Linked DNA regions of Zea mays: region 2 is linked to region 1. Evidence: chromatin contacts called from public ChIA-PET data. All regions are on one chromosome and are shown on one strand. Each heading gives the region's core, a stretch centred on a gene start, on an enhancer-like site or on the middle of the called end of the contact. The rest is flanking DNA. Distances are from core to core; before and after follow the strand shown.

What was found. ChIA-PET counts read pairs in DNA pulled down with a chosen protein or histone mark.
Region 2: an RNA polymerase II ChIA-PET map of seedling shows a contact between it and region 1, with 6 times the contacts expected there. The contact joins the promoter of LOC103645841 here to the promoter of LOC100383552 in region 1. A contact is called at or near these places in 7 of 25 Hi-C or Micro-C datasets (bundle sheath, ear, leaf and 2 more) and 1 of 3 datasets of contacts at active chromatin or transcription factors (seedling).

What each region holds. Positions count from the first base shown.
Region 1 is chr2:5,121,258-5,126,996 of Zm-B73-REFERENCE-NAM-5.0, forward strand. It overlaps LOC100383552, which reads left to right and starts at 2,827. Exons shown (of 12, transcript NM_001176200.1): 1 at 2,827-3,290; 2 at 3,390-3,438; 3 at 3,523-3,902; 4 at 4,042-4,107; 5 at 4,917-5,030; 6 at 5,152-5,268; 7 at 5,387-5,513; 8 at 5,613-5,739. The coding sequence starts at 2,946.
Region 2 is chr2:5,281,471-5,287,209 of Zm-B73-REFERENCE-NAM-5.0, forward strand. LOC103645841 (probable isoaspartyl peptidase/L-asparaginase 2) reads right to left here and starts at 2,505. Exons shown (of 3, transcript NM_001326688.1): 1 at 1,990-2,505; 2 at 297-383; 3 at 1-173. The coding sequence starts at 2,385.

The DNA of each region.
Region 1 (5,739 bases), core at 1,577-4,076:
AAGAAGAAGTGGTCTAGACGTCTAGTACATGCGCTTGGAAAACGAGTAGCAGGGAATTATTAAAGCCGCATTGGAGAATCTTGTGAGCCGCTGCAGACGAGATTGACTAGACACTGATTGCTCCCGGTGGACAAGACGACCTTGCTTGCTTGCTGCTCCAAAGCGGAAGCCCCAAAGCGGAAGCTGATCCTGATCGGCATCTGTCGTTTCCGTCTCTCTTCCGCGGGTCGAATACTCTAAATATTTCTATCCATTCGCTGTTCTCATCTCATGCAGCGAGTCAGTGTTATCTTCCTCTCCGATCCCCGTGTGTTCATCAGTTTTTATCGTATCTCATATGCTCCCTCCGTTTCGTTTAGTTGTCGCTGGACAGTACAAAATTGAACTATCTAGCGACAACTAAAAAGTAACTGGGGAGTAGTTGACATCTTCTTCAGATCCAAATCCAAGATGCGATGGAATTGAACACTCACTGGCCGCCCCACCACCACCGCCCACGTACGGAGGGAACACAGAGTGCCCTCCACTTATAAACGAAGCTATGAACATCGCTATACGTGTATATTCCGAATTAATCCTCTCGGTCTGCAACCTTTTCCCTTATGCTCGAATTGAATCTTGGCAAGAATGACAACTCTGTGTCTCCACCAATGGCATGCGAACGTTCTATACGTGTATATACTCCGTTACCCCGACTGGCTGGCACTACTCTATTCTGTCTCTTTAACCCTGCTAGATGAGATGTGCCTTTTCAATTAGTTTACCGCTATACTCAACCTTCGGTGTTCTTAGCTATACAAGTGAGGTATAACTGGAAAGTACATTTAGAAAAGATTGACTGCACGTTTGGATATCTGTGATGCGTATATATGTTTTTAATGAAGTCTAATGTCGTACTCCCTCCGTCCACATGGTTTGTCTCTTTTTTTAGTTTTGTACCCTAATTACATTCCTATACTATCATGACAATTCTAGAAATATAAATACTCAAAATAAATTGCTCAAAAAATAATAGTGAGAAATAAAGCAAGGGTTTAGAAGTCTCCTCACGTTTTTTAAGGACTTAAAGAGTTGACGCTCTCCACTAATCCTCGTATGGGTATAGCTTCCCCTTGATCCACACAAGGACCAAACACTCTCTATGTGCTAGTTTTTTTATCGCTTTAGTATGGTAAACCGCTCACTACCGTGTACATGTCCTGAGTCACAACCTCTTCAGATGATCATTACACTCTGATTGCCACCAAATTGCCTGGATAACGCCGATCACCAAGAGTAATAAACACAAACTTTCACTTGGCTCTCTCAAGACTCATGAGAATAATGAATGCATGTTAGTTACCCTTATTTATACTAATGAGGATGTTAATCTTATGCAATGCCCCCTTATCGCACATTATATGAGCTGCTTTGGCTATTAAAAGGGGCAAGGACACTTATGCTGGGCGGTTGATGGGGCAAGGACACTAAGAGTGTAAGAAAGTTGAATATATAGCAGTCACCTTTAGTCTTGGTTGATGATCCCAAACCACTAACCAAGACTAAACTCTTCCTAAACCTACGTGCGGAGCTAGCCATTGCGCTAATGCTTAGGCTATTATTCCCAATGGGTAGTATCATACTAATTAATGAGATGCCACATGACTTTTTCTAATGTGGCAAGGTATTTAATAGGAGGGAGAACAAAAGTTGTATCTTAAGTAAGATACTGTTTTGGCACGATATTTTAGCCTTTTTAGGTTATAGCATAAAAATTGATGTTTAAGCTCATGCTCATAGACACAACATCACACCAATTAAATAGTTAAAATATATACTCCCTCCGTTTATTTTTATTTGTCACATTTTAGTTCAAAAATAAACTAGCGGACGACAAATATTCGATGACAGAGATAATACTAAGTATGACACTGTATATTGTAGAGGGTCATTTTTATAGCAGTACCATACTTTTCATCCTATATGATATTTTTTAATATTGGAGTATTGATACTTTGGACTGTGAATAGCCTTATATTAATTTTGAGATCAACGTTAATTAGGCTGTCTCCAACAACTTATCCCTCCTTGTCTCTATATTTAAACTCCACTTTATAAAAATACAGTTTATAGTATAAAACAATGGTTTAAGTAATTACATGAGTAAACTGTTCGACATGGACTAAAGCCCAAAACCAAAGGTCAGCTGCGCTGGTGCTAGGATGTCATGTTCGGTGGGATATATATTTTGAACTTTGGCACGCACCCCTATGCAGCATGTCAGAAACTTAATATACGTGTACGAGTGCGGCATCTCAGATTGCCAAGCGTGAAATTCTTCTCATTCTCCGTGCCACAGGTAGAGAGTGTGTGTGCAGCTAGCAATGCTGATGATTAGCTGATCACATGCTCTATAGGTCAAAGGATCAATTATGTGTGTGAATCTTTAATTATTCTATGCATATGCTTTTGCACATGTAAACACCAAGGAATATATTAGTGCTGCATGGGTCCGGTCCCTCCTTGTTGGCGTATTTAATTTGTGGTCATGTGCAATGGCGATGTCAAATTAAAGCGAGAGTAAAAAAGTGGTGGTGTGGATGGTTTGTTTCTCTGCCATCACAAGCTACGATGGGGGTTGTGGTATCAAATCCATGGGATGGATGAAAACTGCTGCCAATTTTTTAGATGTGTGCCTCGCTATGGCTGTACGTGTAGCTAAAATTATTGGACACCAACCCTACCCTTTGTGTCGCGCGCGCTTCTCCCTTTCTCAAAGTTGCGTACCGCTTTTCCTCTTCATCTGAAGCTGCTGCCATATACCGCCCTCTTCCTCTCCTTTATATCTACCCCTTGGACCTGGAGGAGAGGAGCTAGTGAGCTACCGAGAAGAAGAAGGAAGGGCCATCTTCCGACCCACTTGTAGGCGCTGTAAGCCTGTAAGCAGTCACCTCTCAGCCACAGACATGGTGGGCATGAGAGGCGCCTACGGTGGTGCTTGCAATGACGACAGCAAGAGCCGGCTGCACGGAGGCAAGGCGGCGGAGCCGGAGATCGCGTCGATGGCAGTGCACAAGGTGGCGCCGCCACCGGCGCGGAGCACGGCGAGCAAGATGAAGGTGAGGGTGAAGGAGACCTTCTTCCCCGACGACCCGTTCCGGGCGTTCAAGGGGCAGCCGCCGGGGACGCAGTGGCTCATGGCGGTCAGGTACCTCTTCCCCATCCTGGACTGGGTGCCGAGCTACTCCTTGTCGCTCTTCAAGTCCGACCTCGTCGCGGGCCTCACCATTGCCAGCCTCGCCATTCCTCAGGCAAGCATCATCATTATTATTATTAACGACCATTAATTTGGTTGGTTATATACTAGCTTCATTAACGACGGCTCAGTGTTCTTGGCTGCATGCATGCAGGGCATTAGCTACGCGAAGCTGGCAAGCTTGCCTCCCATAATCGGGCTGTGTACGTATCTGTAACCCCTGCTAGCTTAGCTGGCGTCGATCTACTAGTCTACCTATATTAAAGGCATGCACGCAACGCATGCAGATTCGAGCTTCGTGCCGCCGATGGTGTACGCGGTGCTGGGGAGCTCCCGTGACCTGGCGGTGGGCCCGGTGTCGATCTCGTCGCTGATCATGGGGTCCATGCTGCGGCAGGCCGTGAGCCCCACCGCGGAGCCGACGCTGTTCCTGCAGCTGGCCTTCACCTCCACCCTGTTCGCGGGGCTGGTGCAGGCCTCCCTGGGCATCCTCAGGCTCGGCTTCGTCATCGACTTCCTGTCCAAGGCGACGCTGGTGGGGTTCATGGCCGGCGCCGCCATCATCGTGGCGCTGCAGCAGCTCAAGGCGCTGCTGGGCATCGTCCACTTCACCACCGAGATGGGCATCGTCCCAGTCATGGCCTCCGTCTTCCACCACACCAGCGAGGTATAAATCTATTATTATGCATGACGATGGCTGGCTGGACGAGGTCTTAATTAATTATAGCTTCTAGCAGCCAATGCATGCATGCGATTAACTGGCTAACGTGTGTTAATTTGATCTGTATGCTTGCGTACGCGTGCAGTGGTCGTGGCAGACGATCCTCATGGGCGTCTGCTTCCTCGTCTTCCTGCTGTCGGCGAGGCATGTGGTACGTATACATATACTGCCATGCATACTGAATAAAAAACTACTACTAGAATCTAGACATCTAAATTTTAACAAGTCCTTTATAAACAATTCTCTCTTGTCGTACGTGTACGTATGTATATATACCTCCCGTTGGTCAATGTCGTTTTCTGGTATATGCGGCGTGTACGTACGTACGTGGCCGCTCTAGAAAGTATTCGACGGTAGCATGCCTTTCTGCTGCTCTGCTCCTTCATTTCGCTGTCGCTGTCGCGCTCGCACACGGCACACATGACACATACGTAGTGTGTGCCTGCCTACAGGCTCTACTCCGTACTATATATATATACAGGACTGGAGTACGTACGTGTGTAGGTCGTGTGCTACTTTACTACGCACACACTACGTACTACTAGACACACGGCACACACTAGAACCGTACCCCCACCGGCCTCACGGTCACGGCAGAAGAAGATTCTGGGGACAAGGAGGAGTGCTCCTGGGGCCGGGGAGATGGCCATGCATGCAGATGCAGTAGTCATGGATGAAATGATGATCGACTGCATGCATCGATCTGGCCGTGCATTGGAAGGATCTGCGTGACATCTTTCACTCCTGGTCCACACGGAATCTTGTTGCTGGGTCCTGGCACTACTAGTCTACTACCGGCATCTGTCATGTATCATTGAGAGAGAGAGAGAGAGAGAGAGAGAGAGAGAGAGAGAGTTGATTTCAGAATCTCAGTTAATTCTTGATAGATGCAGTCCACCAGCTGCTGTGACATTTTCCACCTCATCATGCATGGCATGCATCGTCCCTGCATGTACGCAGAGCATCAGATGGCCAAAGCTTTTCTGGGTTTCGGCGTGCGCGCCCCTGGCATCGGTCACCATCTCGACGCTGCTTGTTTTCCTCTTCAAAGCTCAGAACCATGGCATCAGCATCGTAAGATCTGAAACCCGCTGAGAGGAATTTTTGTTTTTTCTTTCCTAGTTGCCTTTTGCAACAGGCCGGTTGTGGTGACTGACAGCCAGGGATTTTGTCTGCATCTTAATTTTCACCACAGATTGGGCAGCTCAAGTGCGGCCTGAATCGCCCCTCGTGGGACAAGCTCCTGTTTGACACGGCGTATTTAGGCCTCACCATGAAGACTGGCCTTGTCACCGGAATCATCTCACTGACGGTATGACTTAATTAGCATCGGGGGGGTTTTTTTTGGTTTCATCTTAATCTAGTAGCTAGCATTGTGATTGACAAGTCTCTAAGACAAGTATATCACATCAGTTACTGTACTACTGCAGGAAGGAATAGCGGTTGGTAGAACATTTGCCTCACTCAAGGACTACCAGATAGATGGAAACAAGGAGATGATGGCCATAGGGTTGATGAATGTTGTTGGGTCCTGCACATCATGCTACGTAACAACAGGTACTGTCCGATCCACTAATCTTTTCGCTGAGTAAATTTCTAGGATCAATACCAAGCTATAGCTGGACAGGGAATAATGATCATCGGCTCTGTACGTAGGTGCGTTCTCCCGCTCTGCTGTAAACCACAACGCCGGCTGCAAGACTGCCATGTCCAACGTGATCATGGCGCTGACTGTGATGGTCACGCTGCTGTTCCTCATGCCACTGTTCGTGTACACACCCAA
Region 2 (5,739 bases), core at 1,255-3,754, 160 kb after region 1:
CAGGCCCCCGACGCGTCCACCACCGCGCACCCCACCGTCTCCGGCGCGTACACGCTGATGGGCAGCCCGTTCATGACCATCCCCGCCTTGTGCACGCCGCCGCCGTTGCTGTCCGCCGCGCCCGCCAGCGCGCTGCACGTGTCCGTCCCCGCCAGCGGGATCCGGTAGTCGAACTGCACGCGCGCCCACATCCGTGCGTGGTCAGTCAGGTCACCACCTCTGGATTGATTTCGGAAACCCAAAAGGAAAAGAAAAAAAGTTGACAGGAGTGGGTGTTGTAGGCGGACGGAACCAACCAGGATGCTGCCGGCCTCCTTGGCGAGCTTGAGCATGCCGACGTTGTCATCCGTGATGAAGTAGCTGTTGTCCACGGTCTCCAGGCCCTAGAGAAAAATAGCGAACCAACATCAGAACAAAATTTCAAAAATGAAAATACAAAAACTGTTGAAAATCCCCAGCTAATCTGGGCCGCGCGCGCTCGGATCTTGCCGTGTTGTTGGCCACGGTGGACCACGGCGTGGCGACAGATTCGGGCGCGAGGCGGACACGTACAGCCACAGGGGCCAAGTGGAGGCCGATGGTCCCTGCGTGGATTCCGTGGATGCGGCTCGGGCCTCGGCGCCCACACGCGCACCAACAACACCAGCGGCCACGGCCCACGAGCTTGGTTAACAGAGAAGCATGGCGCGTGAGGTGCACAGTGGGTGGAGCAGGCAGGAGCTGTGCTACGTTCGCTTCAATTGCCAGCTTGGGGTGGGGGAACCGACCCGTCCTAGGTTGTCATGAACTGACAAAACCGCCCCCAGCTGTTCCACAGCTGGTCAGCAGAGCACGCTCTTTGTTTAGTACTCTGAGTGTGGAAAGAACGTGAGGCCCGGGAGGGGAGGAACAGTGAGTACACTTTTTCTTTTTCTGCTTGGTAGGTAGGTGCGGTTCTTTGGTGGACAAACGTGAGTTGGAGGAGTGGCATGGTATTACGTAGCAGAGCATCCTACAAATGAATCTTCGTGGAATATGGTGAACAAGAAAAAAAAGAGAGAGATAGGTATCAAATCGTGTTACAGTACAGCGTATTGAACTTGTAACATGTACTGCTATAATTATATATATTTTTAAACGAGAAATGGACAGCTAGTTTTGGCGCGGGTCCCAGCAGCAAATCACGCAGCGGTTGCTTTCAGCTGATGTGAAATCCTCCGAGGACCATGGGGCGGCGGCAAAAAAGTGGGAGGCACGTGCACGAACAAACGTAAAGCAGAGTGCTAATCTAGTTTCTACTGCTAGACTAAGATGCAACAATATGGGCTGTCTACACATGCAAATTAAAGGCGAAGTTGCGTGCCTTGCTGACAGAAAACAAACCTCTCAAGAGACGTAAACGGAGCTAGATAAGTATCGAGCCTGTCATGTTCAGGAGGAAACGGGATGCAGGTGCAGCCAAAGGAAAATCCCAAATAAAGTGAATTTCGTCGGCCAATTTCGTGGACCAGACGCTCTCCTTGCACTAGCACTAGCAGATGTGCAGAATCTTGCTGGAAATTCACATGGCCAGCGAAGATTCACCTTTCAAGACACGGGTCCTGCAGCCGTTCTGTTGCGGCGGGAAAAAAACAGAGAGACTGTACTACGTGCCTTGCACATGCCTGCAGACGGCTGTCCTGCACCCACGTCACGCTCACGGGTTTTCAACCAGTTCTGTTTTAAGTTCTAGCTTCACCGGTTCACCCTAATTTCGCGGTAAATTCCGTTTCCGTTTATTTATCCGGCATTCTCTCGCGTCCTTCCATTTACATTTTATCTCCATAAAAATGGCGTTTTTTTTTACTTGAAGAAATTTGTGTTTGTTAGGGGGTTTCGTTTGCACTGGGGGAGCTAGCTAGCCATGCACGATTCATGCAGCGAGAACCGAGAAGAGAAACAGTGAAGGTGACGAGGACGCGAGATTAACCAGGGAGGAATTAGTTGGGTCGGCGGGCGGGCGGCCCTCACCTGCGCACGGGCGAACTCCTCGGCGCCGTCGAAGGCGAGGTACGAGTGGGGCGAGTTGTCCATGACGCGGCGCGCCAGGGACACGGGGTTCTTGACGGTGGAGACGCCGGACACGGCGCCGCAGCGGCGGCCGCGGCCGTCCATGATGCTGGCCTCCATCTCCACGGTGCCGGCGCGGGTGAGCGCGGACCCGCGCCCCGAGTTGAAGAAGGGGTCCGTCTCCAGCTCGCGCACCACGGCCTCCACGACGTCCAGCGCCTGCGCGCCCGCGCGCAGCAGGTCCACGCCCACCTGCAGGCACCGCGCCAGCACGCGCTTCGCCTCCTCCTGCCGGTGCTCCGGGAGGTTCGGGTCCACGCCCGCGCCGCCGTGGATGGCAATGGCCCAGGGCGCCATGTCACTGGTCGGCGGCGGCTTGATTCTCTCTGTCTCTATGTGTGCGGGCGGGCGGGCGGGCTACTTGTCTCTGCTTCTCGAGGGATCGATCGATCGGTGTTCCCCGTGCGATGCGTGAAATTCTGTGGACGATGTGAGGATGGAGAATGCTGGGTGGGAAGGCGGGGGTATTTATAGGCGTCTGGCGTCTGCGGTCTGCCCTTCTCGTGCTGCTGTGCTGTGGTTGTGGCCTGTGGGTTGTGCTCCTGTGGCCCGCCGGACGCCAGGGGGAATTCAGCTGAGTTTTGAGAATCTCAAGTCCGGGAGCGGCCGCCTGGCTCCCACAGGCCACAGCCGCCCCACTGGCCGGTCCGGCCCGGTCCGGAGCGAATCCTTATTTTAAAGGGATGCGATCTTTAGTGTATAAATGGGTATAATATTAGGCCATGTGAGTAAATCGAGTTAGCGTCATTCAAGATTTCGGAAGATTATATTATTAAATGTATACAATAATTAATACATGTGTTATACATGTGTTGTATATATGTCTAGGTTTATAATCATCTATATTCATGAATATAGACATAACAATTTAGAGCTAAAACGACTACTATTTTTAGACGGCTGGAGTATAAGCATAGTTTGATAAAAAAACTGAACATTTTAGACTATCTCCACCAGCTTCCATATCCCATCGCCTATCTAACTATCTACTTCAAACTCATCTTTTTGTAGATTATACAATATATAGTGTAAAATGGTACTTTACGCGCTCATATACACGCTCTTGTTACAAGTATAACCTAATAATACTGCATACAAGTGTTATATTCTAACACCTAGGCTAAGTTTAGATTGACTAAAATAAATTGCCAAACGTTAAAAAATAGTTGCTTTGGGCAGAGTAATGTCAATGTGTAAATAGATTAGAGATAATAGTTAGCTGCTAAATTACATGGGAACATCCTAACAACTTAGTTAATAGTTCTACTTCTGTTATTAGCTACTTTTAGCTAGACATATCCAAACACCCCAGTTAAGAGCTTAAGGCTAACTCTAAGAGAGTACTTATCACATGCCTAAGAGCATATCCAATTATTAGCTACTTTTAGCTAAGTCCATTGACATTTTTTAGTTAGCTAACTATTATATCCGGTTCATTCGTTCATTCAAACATCTCAAAAGGCTCCGTTTAGTCAGGTTTTGGGCTGTTTATTTTTCAGTTCAAAAGCTAAAAAAAAACTAGTAAATGGGTTGTTTGGTGGTTACTTTTAAGTAATATATTTTTGAAGCACTTTAGATCTATTTTTGACTTTTGGTTTTGTACCTTTTAAAATAATCGAGATAAAAAAGCTATTTTGCTATCGATTCAAAGGAGATAAAAATAATAGATATTTCGCCGGAGCATCGCGTCCCGGGCTCTTCTCCGGCCACGGCCACGGCCACGAGTCGGCCAGCAGTCAGATTACAGCGCACCGGCAAGAGCGAGGCAAAGAACAGAACAACAAAAGCAAGGTAGGTAAGTAGAAGACCGTGACGGTGCCCGCGGTGTCGCCGCCGCAGAGGTAGGAGCAAGGGAGCCCCGCGTTCCGAAGCCCGTGCCCGTGGACTTGTCGAGGTAGTACAGTGCAGGTGCAGCTGCATCTCCCGCCTGCCATCCATACAGTGGATGTGGACATGCGCCCGCGTCGGCACGCAGCTCCTTTGAAGGTAGGGTTACAGGCTGTTGGAGATAATTTCTTTTTTTTTAATCTCACCGAATGTACTTAGGTTGAAAGTTTATTTTGGGAAACGCCGTAAAAAGGCATTAGCCGGCTCTCTCAAGCTATCACAGGTGGTGTTTAGTTTCTCCATGTCTTGCCTGACATTTCGCTTAAACCATGTGCCGTGGGAGCTCAGCCGTGAAAAAGAAAATTTGGCCCTTGGCCGTCTGTCGAGCAAAACAAGTCAATGGAAGGAAAGGGACTCACTGGCTGAGGTCAGTACAAGCGTTTTTTTCGCATGAATTTACCCCCGACAGCTTAGGATCCACTAAAGTACGTTGACCACATACACATACCGTCAAGTTATCATGCGATAAACAACAGTCAACCTAAATTACTCTCTACTCAAAGCTAACTAGTGCTGCGACCTGCGAGTAAAAGCCGCTCCAATTGGCTGGCGGCGGCAGCCGGCGCACAGACCGGAATCCAGAGTCGCTGGCGCAGAAGATCAGCGGGCGCGTGCGATTCTGAGGTGACCAACCGACCGACCCAGCCCAGCACCTAGTCTCGTGCTGGAATCCACACAAGCGACCACGCAAGTTGGAATCTGACGCGCACTGAGACTGAGCTGCGGCAGCGGAATCTGTGCCCCAGCCGGCTGGTCCGCCGTGATGCGCTAATCTCCTCGGATTGCGTGCAGATTCCACCGCTGGGATCGCTGTCAATTCCACTTTTCTAATTTCTGTGGTGAATCTGGGTCGGCTTTTCTTTTATTGCGGCCCCGTAACAAGGGCGGCGTTAAAATCGTTGATTTAATCTGGATTGGCCAGTGATTCTCGTTCGCGAAATTTGGTGAGCTCGCCGGAAAACAAAGCGAAAACAGGTGTGTAGTCTAGCGATATAAAAGTGAAAATTATCTAATATAAATGACGAATTATATACATATATATGTTAGCATAAGCTAAATAAGAGCTTAAAATCAGGTATATTGACAAAATAAATAATTTAAATTAATTTAATTACACGACAATTATATTATACTTTTCATCGCAAAATAATTATACATATTGAACTGGGCTGATACAATGTTTGTGCGTTGCAACAACATACAATCATATTTAATTATATTAGTTAGATGGGCTAGACTCTAGGACGATATGCGAGGAATCAATGGCAAGCCAATGTGGTAGACTCTTTAAAAATTAATATCAAAGCGTATATGTGATCCACATACCATATATTAAATTAATAATAACAAATATTACATTTTATCTTGACCAAAAGACCTATAAATATATAAGTTGAAAAAGAGTCCACCCATTTTTTTAATATCTCGTTGATCGCTCTTCTCCGTTAGCGGGGTAACACTATGTAGAAGTGTTACGCTGCGTGTGACTTTGTATCGTGTTAGGCCTGAATGATTTCTTTGGATGTGGCTTCTTGTTTTGTCTTGTCGTGTTTGATTAGCTAGGGTGGTTTTTATGGTCCATCCATAAGGTTTTCAACTGAAATTTCGTAGTCCTTTCATCACTGAGCACCTGGAGATTCGTTTTACCCCTCGTTTTCAACTGCTAGATACTTTCAGACCAAAAGCATCCCGGACGCAATTGCATCTCTTTCGACCAACATCACGGGGCATACACAGGCGGCATTCGACGACGTCACCCCACCA